3 separate regions of the Sus scrofa genome follow, and all the other regions are linked to region 2. Evidence: chromatin contacts called from public Hi-C data. All regions are on one chromosome and are shown on one strand. The core of a region is the stretch at or near the end of the contact, and the rest is flanking DNA. Distances in the headings are between cores, read along the strand shown. Region 1 holds the start of RUFY2 (RUN and FYVE domain-containing protein 2). Region 2 holds the start of ATOH7 (protein atonal homolog 7). Region 3 holds the start of SLC25A16 (graves disease carrier protein).

Region 1 (4,429 bases), core at 1,412-3,911, 150 kb before region 2:
GGGTTAAATCCCTGGCCGTGCTCATATGGAAGTTCATCACATGGAAGTTCCCAGGCTCTGGGGTGAATTAGAGCTATAGCTGCCAGCCTACACCACAGAAGGAAAGTGCCTTTAATCAGAATGCCAGCAATCTGAGGAGATGGTGGACCCAGTGTCCCCCCAAAAACCACCTCCAAGGATTCTGATTGGCCATGAAAGCTTGTAAGAGGAAACAGAAGTTATCTCAGTTAATCTTGAGTTATTGAGATACAGGGTCAGAGTCATTGCCATTCCCCACTGCCAGCAGGCTCCTTGACTTGTGATCTTCCTCCAGAAGTTATCTTGTTTACACAATTTAGTCACAGAGTTTGTTCTGGAGATTACTGAAGGGGAAGCTATGGAAGAGAACTGCTCATCTGCTACTTTTCATCTTGACTTCTTTGATCTACGGAAAGAGCCCACAAATTAGGCAAGGTCTTGTATGATTTGAAAGCTGTGCTTGTGCAGGAAATGAGTAGAGTATGGGAGTGCTTGGTTAAAAGTTAGAGTATAGCTTTGCTAAAGTGACAAGAGGAGTTCCCGTTGTGGCTCAGCGGTAACGAACCCAATTGGGATCCATCAGGACTGAGGTTTCGATCCCTGGCCTTGCTCATTGGGTTAAGGATCTGGTGTTGCTGTGAGCTGTGGTGTAGGTCACAGACACGGCTTGGATCCCGAGTTGCTGTGGCTGTGGTGTAGGCCGGCAGCTAGAGCTAGGGATTCCACCCCTAGCTTGGGAACCTTGATATGCCACAGATGTGGCCCTTAAAAAAAAAAGGGACAAGAGAAGGGGCTTCCTGCTGAAGGTGGTTTACTGCAAAGAGCTGCTTACAAATCCCCTCTTGTCAGAACATCATTCCATTTCTATGGGTTTCGGGGAGGAGGTCTATCTTCTGTAAGTTCATGCTGACATAGGACACTCTATTCTGAGTGGAAAATATCAACATGGATCTGTAGCATCTCTTTGCTGACACTTGTAACTGCCTGTTTATATACACAGGCAGAACAAGCTACAATTATTTTGATGCCCACAAAGATATAGATTATAATGAGTAACAGCATTAATCCCATTCTCTTGAGACCAGTTCTTGAAATGATACTAACCATAGATTTTGTACTGCTCCAGCTGGAGCAGCTAATGCCATAGCTACAGACTGGTCATCATGCGGTTGCTTTTTTTCCTCTTGCAGCAGTTACAGTATCTGTAAAAGAACTCAGGAAATGTGCATCAGTACTGTGTCTGTGACTCTATTGTCCTAATCATTTACTGCTTGGTTCCATATATACAACCTGGAAACACCCCAACCTGGAAACTCCTTATGGACATGAATCATGTTGAACAAAAGAAACACTTTACAGTGTTTGTAATGTTATTCCACTTGTGAAAAATTTATAAACTGGCAAAATAAACTACATTGATTAGGGGCATGTATTTACCATGGTAGTTACATGCAAAAAAAGCAAAGAAAGGATTCTCATAAAAGAATCATATTTACTTCTAGGGGGATTATACCTGGAGGCTTTTCCTCGGGGAGGCTAACTCTCCTGTCCTCTTCTTGCTTAATGTGGTAGTGTTTACCCAGCTGTTTACTTTATGAGTCTTTAAATGTATATATGCTTCATACATTTTTATCCATGAATGATTATCTCACAGTAAAGAAAATTTGGGGAGTTCTTGTTGTGGCTCACTGGGTTAAGGGTCTGACATTATCTAAGGATGAGGTTCATCCCTGGCCTTGCTCAGTGGGTTAAGGATCTGGTGTTGCCACAAACTGCCACTTGTACCCCTCCTTGCTGTCACTGTGGCTGTGCCTGTGGCTTAGGACTGAAGCTGCAGTGCCATTCCACCCCTGGCCTGGGAACTTTGATGTGCCACAGGGCGGGGGGGGGGGGGGGCGCATAAAAAGAAAAAAAAATCAAAACCAAAAGAAGTAAAGAAGCATAACAGGAGTTCCCGTCGTGGCGCAGTGGTTAATGAATCCGACTAGGAACCATGAGGTTGCGGGTTCGGTCCCTGCCCTCCCTCAGTGGGTTAACGATCCGGCGTTGCCGTGAGCTGTGGTGTAGGTTGCAGACGCGGCTCGGATCCTGCGTTGCTGTGGCTCTGGTGTAGGCTGGTGGCCGCAGCTCCGATTCGACCCCTAGCCTGGGAACCTCCATATGCCGCGGGAGCGGCCCAAGAAATAGCAAAAAGACAAAAAAAAAAAAAAAAAAAAAAAAAAAAATCCATAAAAAAAAAGAAGCATAACAGAACTTTATACTGGCCAAAATGATCGAGAGATAAACATCGCTTTATATCCACGAAATATCCCTCTATTTCTAAATCGGCTACTGTTTTTAACAAGTACTGATCTAACTAGATAATGGCCAAAATGATCAAGAGATAAACATCGCTCTATATCCACGAAATATTCCTCTATTTCTAAATCGGCTACTGTTTTTAACAAGTACTGATCTAACTAGATAATAGCTCGCTTTCCCAAAACTGATAAAACTTAAACCTACTGTCATAAGACCATGAGAGTTTTTCCCCTCCCTGAAATGAGAAAACCCTGGTTTGCTGGCTTTATCTCAGGAACTCTTTCCCTTGATCAATGAGATCGGTCCTCACTGCCTTTTATAAACCAGTGGATTTACTGGTTTAAACGTCGTGATTTGGGCGTTCGAATTGTTTTAGCAGATTTCTGCATAATGTTAATTGCTTCAGATTTTCTAAATTCTTCTGGTCTCCTACGAATTTGCGAGGAAAGGGAAGCATTTAGGTGTGTTAGATCAAAGCTAGGCGGACCCTGCGGATGAAAACGTTTGCACGAGGCTCGCATTCCCTCGGAAACACAGCCCTAGCGCTCGGGTGAGGCAGGTGGTCCCACCAAGGTCCGCCCTCCCGCTTCTCCACTCGAGGTTTTCCTCATGCCCTTTTTGCTTCTCCTTTGGGTCGGGCTGGATGTATAGAGTCTCCGCGAAGGCGGATTTCTCTGCTGTCGGCTGCAGGCGCCGCGGCCCCCACCCAACCCCGCCGCCGCGGGACCGCCGGGCGTCCTCCAGCCGCCGGGAGCGCTGTGGGCCTCAGTGGGCCTGGTCGCAAACGCCCTGGCGGCCGCCGAGCGCTTGAAGGGAGCTGCTGGCGGGGCCCAGGGCGTCTCCGCCCGAGACCGCGCCACCGCTGCAGTCGCCACCATGGGTAAGAGGAGCAGGCCGAGAGCGGACGTCGGGCCCTCTGTGCTGGGCCAAGACCGCGGCTGGGCAGGGAGGACTGGTGGTGGGTGGGCTTCTAGGCCTCGGGGTCGGAACTGGGGCCGGAACCTGGGCCTGGTGCTGGGCGGGGGCAGCCGGGTGCTCGGGGGCGCCGGGGGTCGCCATGGCAACGCGCGGTTATCCAGTGTTCCCTCCTGCTCCCGCCCGCGTTTGGGGGCCTAATGGCAGAGGGTTGGTGGTCCGACGGCTTACCGGGAGCGAGGGCAGGGCCGGCGAGGGTGCGGCTCCCAGGTCGAGGGAACAGTCGGGGACGGACGATGACTTTTCAGGGTTGGGGGTGGCAGAGGGAGGCGTCTCAGGTTGGGGCCTGGGTTCCCGACGCCGCGGGCGGGAGAGGGGCAACGATGCCGCGCAGGACTTCGGGTGAGCCCTTCGCGCGGGTCCCGGGGGCGCCCCGAACCTTTTGGGCAGCCCTGTGGGCGGAGAGGAGGGGAGGCAGGGAAGGGGCTCTAGGCCCGGGCAAGATGCAGGAATTTGAGGGCTGCGACCCAGCTAGACGCATCCACGAGTCCTGGCGGGGCCCGCCTGGGTGTAAACGCTCTTTGGCATGGAAGCTGCGGCGTCCAGCTCCGACCTACCCCAGAGCAGCTGGAGATGCGCCCTTTGTCTGGTTGTCGCTTCACACATTGAAGATTGTGATGGGCGCTGTTAAGAAATGTGAGAATTGTCACAGATTATGAAACATCGAGTGCTTTTGCCCCCGAAAAAGAGGGAATCTTGCCACGATGCAGATTTGAAGAAATGATGTCGTGTGGAGATTCTCCACCAGCTTGCTTGGTCATAGCAGTTGTGACTGCATTTTAAGTTGCTTAGGATTCAGCGCCAGGCTTCATGCTTAGCTGTCTGAGGTCAGAACTAGAATACTAGATCATTGGGAATCCTGGACTTTTGTCCAGTGAAGCAAAAACAGACACTTGGTTTTCTTGGACTAGTAAATTTGGCAGAGATTATGAAACATAAGTGCTTTATTTTCTCCCCCACTTCATTTTGTCATCCGTGTTTGCTGAAAATATTTCTGCCAATCACAAAAGTGATGAGAGTATGGAGAAGTATCTGAATTTATAAGAAAACTGATAATAAAATAAATTTTATTTATTTGGAAAGAAAATAAATTTTTTTGTTAGTTGAAAATATTGGAGTTTCCGTCGTTGCGCAG
Region 2 (4,276 bases), core at 1,106-3,605:
AGCCTGGGTTGTTTATTATCTGTTATTTTCTAGGTACTGTGCTAGGCACCAGGGTGATAAAATAAATCACATTATCCTTTATCCTTTCTAATTTTATTTCCAAAAATTTCACTAGTGATTGGTGGATCTCAGGGCCCCATTTTGTAAGTTGTATTAAGTGACCTCAATTTTAAAACCTCTAAAATTAGATGATACAGGAGATTTGACTTCTTAATTCAGTCATTAAATTGCTCAGCACCTTTGAACATAATGTTTAGTCTCTGGATCTCAGTCTCATCCTCTGCAAAATTAATGGAAGGTATTAGAGCAGGTTTAGAAGTGGATATTTCAAGAAACTTTGTTAATAGGCTTTTCTGGGGAAAAATAAAAGGTTCTATGTTCAAGGAGGTCTAGGAAACTCTGGAGTCAGATGGTTTCTTTATGCCAAGACTTCTCAGAAACCTTACCAATTTTGCTTCATGACTCTCTAAACAGAAGAAAACAAATGTGTTTCCCAAATATACTGGACAGTAGAATAATCTTCTCCCAGAAGCACCTTTGTAGTACTAATAAATTATCCTTCAGAATGCATCTGGGAAGTGAATTACTAAATACCTTCTAAGGCCTTTTTACTGCAGAAATACTTTCTATCCTTGGATCAATTTCATGTCACAGATAGCTGCTAGCGTATGTTCTAATATAACCACGCTGTGTGCATACTGCTGGGTTTCCTTTTTCTCTTCAAGTTGTGTTTGCTGTTCTCTTGGTGCACAGGCTATAATCTCACCAACTGTGAATACACGGCCTGCAAAATCCTGCATCTCATTAGCACTTTGGTCAAAAGTGTCCAGAACAGTATGTTTTGTAGGGAAACATTCCAAAGAGTAGCACAGAAAAGGCTTGTTGGGGGAAAGGGAAAAGATAAATGAACAGGAGAAATAATAGCATTGGTAGACCCGATTTCCATGAAAACTCAAAAAAAAGTATTTGACATTCTGATGACTAAACATAGTCATCAAACATCCTCCTGTCACAGGACTGCTGTTCCTGACCAAGACTGTTAAGAATCAGAGTAATAGAGCTGAGTGGCTCCATGCAAAATTCTGTGTTCAACATCTGTCATGCTGGAGATCATTAATGTTCAATTGCATTCTATTGTCTTCATGTTACTCAACTTCATTTCATTGTCATTGCTTCAGCTGGGGATTAATCAACTATTTATGGGAAGACAGGACTTGGAGTCAGGGCAGTCACAATAGGGTTTTGGTCTAAAGCAATGGCAAGGGAAGCAAGACACAGTTAAAAGGAATCTTAAAAAAGAATACAAATGAACTTATTTGCAGAAGAGAAAAAGAATCACAGACTAGAAAATTTATGATTACCAAAGGGGACAGGTGTTGGGGACGGAGGGGTGGACTAGGGGTTTGGGATGGAAATGTTCTAAATTTGGGTTGTGATGATGGTTGTACAGTTATAAATTTAATAAAATTCATTGATTATTAAAAAACTGATTTGTGGGAGCTTGTTGATAATTTAATTATACAAAAATATTTGGGAATAATGCCAACATAATCCATATTTCAAGAGGGGAAAGAACATACTTGGTCTTCCCAAAGAATTCAGAAATGATTCTGGCTTGAATCTATTTGAGCTGGTTTCCTTGCTACTTTACTCTTCTAAAGAAGTAGAAAGAGGCTGAGATAAGAGAATCAACTTAATGGCTTATCTATATATAAATCATTTCACTATCAATAGTGGAAATCATGCTTCAGTATTATTCCTAAGGACAGTTGACACAAGTTCCAAGTAGTATGAAATATTTATAGCTTTATGAGGTGGGGAAAAAAAAATCTTCCATTAGGAATTATTTTTTAAAACCTCACAAATCACTTAGATGCTTCACTTTCACACATATATTTGCATTATAATTAGTTTTATTAGATGTAAAAGTCAAATTAAATAATTGATTATCATCTCAATCTGTGTCCTGAAAACATTTATAAATATGCGTCCGGAGAAATGGGGCATAGATTCTGAATCTACCGAAGTATACAAACTCATGCAATCTAATATATTGTATAATATACATTTTTACATAACATTAATATCTTTTTTATTTTAACCATTTTAATTGAAGTATAGTTAATTTAAAAAGTTGTATTAGTTTCAGTTGTATAGCAGAGTGATTCAGTTATGCATACTTACATTTATATTTTTTTCAGATTCTTTTCCATTATAGGTTATTACAAGATATTGAATATAGTTCCCTGTGCTATATAGTAGGTTCTTGTCCATCTATTTTATATATAGTAGTGCATATATGTTAACCCCAAACTCCTAATTTGGCCCCCTCCCCACCCCTTTGGTAACTGTAAGTTTGCTTTCTACATTTGTGAGTACATTAATATCTTTTGATATGCTATAATATTCTGCAGAAAACAGCCAAATTATTTGCACAGTAAAATCTTAGGTCTGAAATAATACTAGGATCTGCTAATTTGTCCCAACTTAATAGCTAAAATCAAATGCATGTATTCAGTCGGCCTTATGCAAAATTGTCACATCTTGAAAAGCGAATCTTGTACCACTAAGCTTCTACATATCTTAATCTAAAACCAACATATTGACACAAGTGATTTCTAATAATTTTAAAACTTTGGTTCAGTTTTTGATATGTATGCTGCCTGCTGATATGGGAAAAGAAAGACCAAGCCCTTCCCCACCCCCACCTTGTTATTCTCTTGGGGACAGCCAGACCACTCCAGATGGTGTGTTAGTGTAGGACATAGCTTTGGAGAAACTTCCAACAGACGAAGGCTGTAATGTCAGGATTTTGCTGTGCGTCGTCCCCCTTTCCCCCCCTGCAGTTCCCAGGGTAGGAAGGTGCTGAGATGGAAGCCGAGGGACGCCCGCCCACCTGCCACCACCTGTTCCCTCCTTCAGCCTTCTGCTATAAATTCTCCTTCAAAGATTCACCCGGCACTTTTCCGACAACTACTGCGGAAGAGGCGCTCCTTTCCTATCTAAGCTTCGGGAAAGATTTCGTCTTCCGGAAAAGAAGTCTTGGGCTTTCCCGGAGGACTTGAGAGACCTTCCGCGAATCAGCCACACCAATTCTGCTGCAAGAAGGTTCCCTTCTCACATCAGTTTCATGTTGGGAAAATGACTTCTCTTCAGCATCCCAATTTCCCCTAAATTTTGGCAAGTGAAGACATCAGTCTGGCTATCCAGTAGGACAAAGGGCGGAGCCCCGCACTCCCCACTGCAGACTTAGATTCCACGCGGGCTGCTTTTTGCATGACTTATTTGTTAAGAGGAACCAAGTTGCGGAGCGACTGCATACACCAACCCACACGCAGGTCCTGAGCTGACAAGTGAGATCTGCGCCTCCCTCCTTCCGGCGGGGAATGAAGTCGTGCAAACCCTGCAATCCCCCGGCGGCGGCGGGAGCGCGTGCCGCGCCCCCGTGCACGGGTGGCGCAGCCGAATGCGCGGGCACGTGCGCAGGGGCTGGGCGGCTGGAGAGTGCGGCGCGCAGGCGCCTAGCGGCCAACGCGCGCGAGCGCCGCCGCATGCAGGGTCTCAACACGGCCTTCGACCGCCTGCGCAGGGTGGTACCCCAGTGGGGCCAGGATAAAAAGCTGTCCAAGTACGAGACCCTGCAGATGGCGCTGAGCTACATCATGGCTCTGACCCGCATCCTGGCTGAGGCCGAGCGATTCGGCTCGGAGCGGGACTGGGTCAATCTCCATTGTGAGCACTTCGGTCGAGACCACTACCTTCCGTTCGCGGGCGCGAAGCTGCCAGGCGAGAGCGAGCCGTACGGCCAAAGGCTCTTCGGCTTCCAGCCCGAGTCCTTCCAGATGGCCAGTTAGGGCGCAGCCTCGCGGGAATGGGACTCTCAATGACTGCGCTCCGGAGATACAGCCTTTTCCCCCAAGAAGCCGCTCGGGCCTTCGGTGGGGCGTAGGATGTATTCTTAGAACAAAATTAGCAAACTTCCAGGTTACTTTCATTTGCATCCTCGGTCTAATGGACGCGATGCCTTTTTTCCCTCCTTAGTATGTTGTAGATTTCATTAATGGAATAGTTTTGATTGTTGAGACTAATGCCCCTCCCCCCTTTCCTGGACTACTTTGAGGGAAAACAATCTAAAAAAAGAAGGATTAGATTATACTGCAGGTTTAGTCCTCAGCGAAATAATCACTTTTAGATTTTGTAAATTTGTCCTCTTAGGGTGAAGTTACAATATCTATTACTTGTGTTTGCTTAATGCAGAGCTGCCTTCCTGTCTTGT
Region 3 (4,524 bases), core at 1,449-3,948, 250 kb before region 2:
AACTGAGTTCTACCCCTGGCCTGGGAACCTCCATATGCCGCGGGAAGCGGCCCTAGAAAAGGCAAAAAGACACACACACAAAAAGAAAATATATTTTTGGTAAAACACTCGTCATGCTGGTAAAAAAAATCAGAGGTGGAGTGATTTATTATGTTCCTCACCAAACTATGTAGATGTTCTCTGGGCAAGTAAAACTTAGCTTGAAATAATTTATGTCCAGCTTAAGTACCTGAACTATTTCCAGAAATGTGTATCTGTATGTATTTTTTTTCATTTGAGCAGGAGTAAGGTTCTATGAGCTTCTGAGATTTTATGTTTCTGTACAGAATGATGTTTATCACTGTAGCATTCTGGTAGAGTTTTTACAGTAGTTTTTATTGGGCTTTTTAAAATGCTGACTTTTAACATAGCTGCTCAGGGGTTAAATCAGATTGCAAAAGCCGATCTGACTCTCCATATTACTACAAACATATACACGTTTGTTTATACTGAGCTGCAGGGGACATATAAGTACACTTTAAACTTTCTTAAGAAAGTGAAATGTGGAGTTCCCATCGTGGCTCAGTGGTTAATGAATCCAACTAGGAACCATGAGGTTGCGGGTTCGATCCCTGGCCTTGCTCAGTGGGTTAGGGAGCCGGCGTTGCCATGAGCTCTGGTGTAGGTTGCAGACTCAGCTCGGATCCCAGGTTGTTGTGGCTCTGGCATAGGCCAGTGGCTACAGCTCCAACTAGACCCCAGCCTGGGAACTCCATATGCCGCGGGAAGTGGCCCTAGAAAAGGCAAAAAGGCCAAAAAAAAAAAAAAAAAAAAAAAAAAAATGTTTCGCAATGATGTTGCCATCTAATCTTGACCTACGCTTTTCAACCAACAAAATCTCTGTTGGTGTGTGTGCTACCTTTTTCCCAACCTGTGAAATCCATATCTGGGTGAATCCCTAGGTCCTTTAGCAGCATCATGTCAATAGATTCACTGCAAGCAGGTTGCATGCCTCAGGTGTTTATCCTTCTGCTTCTAGTAATCATGTGTGTGGAACATCCAGGGCAGCACAGATCTCATTAGAAGGGGAAAAACTGCCAACACGGTTTCTTGGTAAAAATCCTAACTTAATGTTGTATCTCTGTTAGTTGTAAAGAGGTGTCAGAATGAGAACAAGTTTTTGCTCTATGAATATGTACTGTGATGTCTGAATCCATTTAATCCATCCCTCAAGAAATGCTTAGAACTGTGACCAGGCATCTAAAATACCACTCCTTGAGCATATAAGGAAACACTGCACCTGTGGGGAAGCAAGACTTGTATTTGATCAGAATATGACAACTTGCAGAAAAAAGCCAAAAAAAGTCTAGTGGTTCAGGTTTATGCTGTATTTTGAGATTCTGTTCTTGTTCAGACATAGCTCTATAGAAACACTGGCTCTTGTATATTATGATCAAATTTGCACATGACTATCAAATCCATTAAAAGCTAACCTTAAAAAAAAGGGCATACCATAAAAGTGAAAAAAAAAAAAAAGAAATCTAGACCCATCATTAATGACTAAATGTGGCTAGAAACACCTTGCAGAGGCATATATGGGTGGAAAGAGAAACGGGACCAGTGCCAATAATAGTGAAGGTTGGAGTAAGTATTAATGAAAATCGTGATAATTTCTGACAGAGGATAAAAGTTCAGAACAACTGTGGTCACAAAGAATAGGGATGAATTGGAGTTCCCGTCGCGGCGCAGTGGTTAACAAATCCGACTAGGAACCATGAGGTTGTGGGTTCGGTCCCTGCCCTTGCTCAGTGGGTTAAGGATCCGGCGTTGCCGTGAGCTGTGGTGTAGGTTGCAGACGCGGCTCGGATCCCACGTTGCTGTGGCTCTGGAGTAGTCCGGTGGCTACAGCTCCGATTGACCCCTAGCCTGGGAATCTCCACATGTCGTGGAAGCGGCCCAAGAAATAGCTAAAAAAAGACAAAAAAAAAAAAAAATAGGGATGAATTTTGCTCAAGTTGGAAGTGATGAGGGATTCATAGCAATAGAATAGTGTCCATAAGGGGTGGTTAAAAAAAGTACAGTCTTGTAATACAGTAGGGCTAGTAAGAAGAAACGGAAGTTCCTGAGAGTTTAGGAGCTGGTAGTGGGTAGAGCGGTGGAATTTGAGTGCTAAGCATAAGACAGAGATTCAGAACCTCCTGGCAAGTCAGAAGTATTTGTGTAATTCACAGAGCCCCAAAGAAAGAAGAACTTGCTTCAGCAACTATTTCTTTGGCAGAGGTGATGGGGTGGAATTGAAGCTTCCTGGTGAACCGTTAGGGAGGCAGAAACAGGCTCAGCGAGAAGCTCAGAGAAGGCAGAGGTGATTTGGTGGGAGAGACTACAATTTCAGAGGTTCCTGGAAAGAGTGAGCAAAGGCTGGAATTTTTTGTTGTTGTTGTCTTTTTGCCTTTTCTAGGGCCACTCCCGCTGCACATGGAGGCTCCCAGGCTAGGGGTCTAATAGGAGCTGTTGCTGCCAGCCTACACCAGAGCCACAGCAACGCCAGATCCGAGCTGCGTCTGCGACCTGCACCAGAGCTCATGGCAACGCTGGATCCTTAACCCACTGCGCAAGGCCAGGGATGGAACCCGCAACCTCATGATTCCTAGTCGGATTCTTTAACCACTGAGCCACGAAGGGAACTCCTGGGGCTCATTTTTAGGAAGGTCATAAGCAGCCCGCTGGACGGTTCCAGGTCAGTGGTCAATACAGGTCAACGGACGGTGGAGGACTTTCTGAGGTGGCGGGTTTTGGAAGGACCTTCTTGCTGGCCATGTTTCCCTTCCTCCGTCCGTAACAGAAGAGGCCTGAAGAGTGACTCCAGCCAGAAGCAGGGATTTTGGGTGAGGCCGGGGCGTGGGGACACGTCCAACGTGGGGGTGGGGGGAGGTGACGCCCCCTTCGGGCCTTGATCCAGGCCCCGCCTCTGGCGTACGCCATCAGCCCGCGCCGCGCTGCACCGCCGGCGGTATTCCGTCCCGCCCGCACGGCGGCGGGGTGCCCTGTCACCGCCTGCTCTGGGCATGGCTAGGGCTCTTGGACTGTGAGTTGGCGACCAAAGCTCCTGCGCGGCCCTGATCCTGATGGCGGCGGCGGCGGCCCTGGCAGCGGCCGAGCCACCTCCTGCGATGCCGCAGGCAGCAGGAACCGGAGGACCCGCCGCTCGCCGAGACTTCTACTGGTTGCGTTCCTTCCTGGCTGGAGGTGGGTGTCCGTCGGGAGGACCTGGTCGTACCCCGAGCTTTAGGGGCAGGATCCGGGGCAGGTTGGGTGCTTGCGGCCGCGATGACATTCTCGGACTTGGGCTGTTTCAATGCCCTGCCAGGTGTTTGCCGGGACCTGCTATAACCTCTTTCTATAATCAATTGAGTAATCTCATCAGGGTCCTGCAGAGGAAGGGCCTTGAGCTGTCGCGAAGCGGTAGGGGACCTGGAAGGGCTGAACCGGGCACCCATTCTTCAGGGTTGGATAGCCGGGAAAATAGAGGACTCCCTTCAAAGACTCCAGGGTTTCAGTGAAACATGCTGGGAGCTCCTTTCTTGTATAAAGACCATGAACGACTGGTGTAGAATTGGATTTTGCTGTTTGCTTAAAAGAAAACAAATATTGGAGGACAGCTTATTTTTTTTATATAATGATTTTTATTTTTTTCCATTATAGCTGGTTTACAGTGTTCTGTCAGTTTTCTACTATACACCATGGTGACCCAGTTATACATACATGTATACATTCTTTTTTCTCACATTATCATGCTCCATCATAAGTGACTAGACATAGTTCCCAGTGCTACACAGCAGGATCTCATTGCTAATCCATTCCAAAGGCAATAGTCTGCATCTATTAACCCTAAGCTCCCAATCCATCTCACTCCCTCCCTCCTCCTTGGCAACCACAAGTCTATTCTCCAAGTCCATGATTTTTTTTTTTTTCCTGTGGAAAGATTCATTTGTGCCATATATTATATTCAAGATATAAGTGATATCATATGGTATTTGTCTTTGTCTTTCTGACTTCACTCAGTATGAGTCTAGTTCCATCCATGTTGCTGCAAATGGCATATTTTATGTCAGAGTAGTATGAGGACAGCTTATTAAAAATGACTAGGAAATTGTGCAAAACTGTCTACAACCAAAACTGCTTCCGGTGATTCTAGCAAACTGTGCCACAGCTGCTTGACGGTTAGCTGGTGCAGCCCTGTTATTGGTGTGACTGTGGGCCCAGAAGGTTCATAATGTCTCTCAGATTGTTTGGGTTGTTATCACTTAATTTTTTGTTAAGGCTGGGAATTTGTTTTCTCAGCCTGGCTGGTGAAATTTCTCCAGGCCAGGGGTGGAAATTGTGCCACAGCAGCGACTGGAGCCACCTTAACCTGCTGAGTCACCAGGGAACATCAAGGCTGGGAATTTTATTTTGTTTTAGTTGTTGTTGTTATTGTTTGGCCTCATCCGGGGACATGTGGAAGTTCCTGGTCCAGGGATTGAACCTGCACCACAGCATTGACCC

The links. A called contact is a pair of places that touch in the nucleus more often than the background predicts.
Region 1: a contact with region 2 is called in a Hi-C map of skeletal muscle, with 6 times the contacts expected there. The contact joins the promoter of RUFY2 here to the promoter of ATOH7 in region 2. A contact is called at or near these places in 2 of 47 Hi-C or Micro-C datasets (both in skeletal muscle) and 2 of 2 datasets of contacts at active chromatin or transcription factors (alveolar macrophages and skeletal muscle).
Region 3: a contact with region 2 is called in a Hi-C map of heart right ventricle, with 2.1 times the contacts expected there. The contact joins the promoter of SLC25A16 here to the promoter of ATOH7 in region 2. A contact is called at or near these places in 2 of 5 promoter capture datasets (fetal liver and liver) and 2 of 47 Hi-C or Micro-C datasets (heart right ventricle and liver).

Annotation. Positions count from the first base shown.
Region 1 is chr14:71,545,969-71,550,397 of Sscrofa11.1, reverse strand. It overlaps RUFY2 (RUN and FYVE domain-containing protein 2), which reads left to right and starts at 2,661. Exons shown (of 19, transcript XM_021073521.1): 1 at 2,661-3,277. The coding sequence starts at 3,196.
Region 2 is chr14:71,400,558-71,404,833 of Sscrofa11.1, reverse strand. ATOH7 (protein atonal homolog 7) reads left to right here and starts at 2,355. Exons shown (of 1, transcript XM_005671039.3): 1 at 2,355-4,276. The coding sequence starts at 3,387. The coding sequence ends at 3,854.
Region 3 is chr14:71,649,515-71,654,038 of Sscrofa11.1, reverse strand. It overlaps SLC25A16 (graves disease carrier protein), which reads left to right and starts at 2,698. Exons shown (of 9, transcript XM_021072451.1): 1 at 2,698-3,225. The coding sequence starts at 3,105.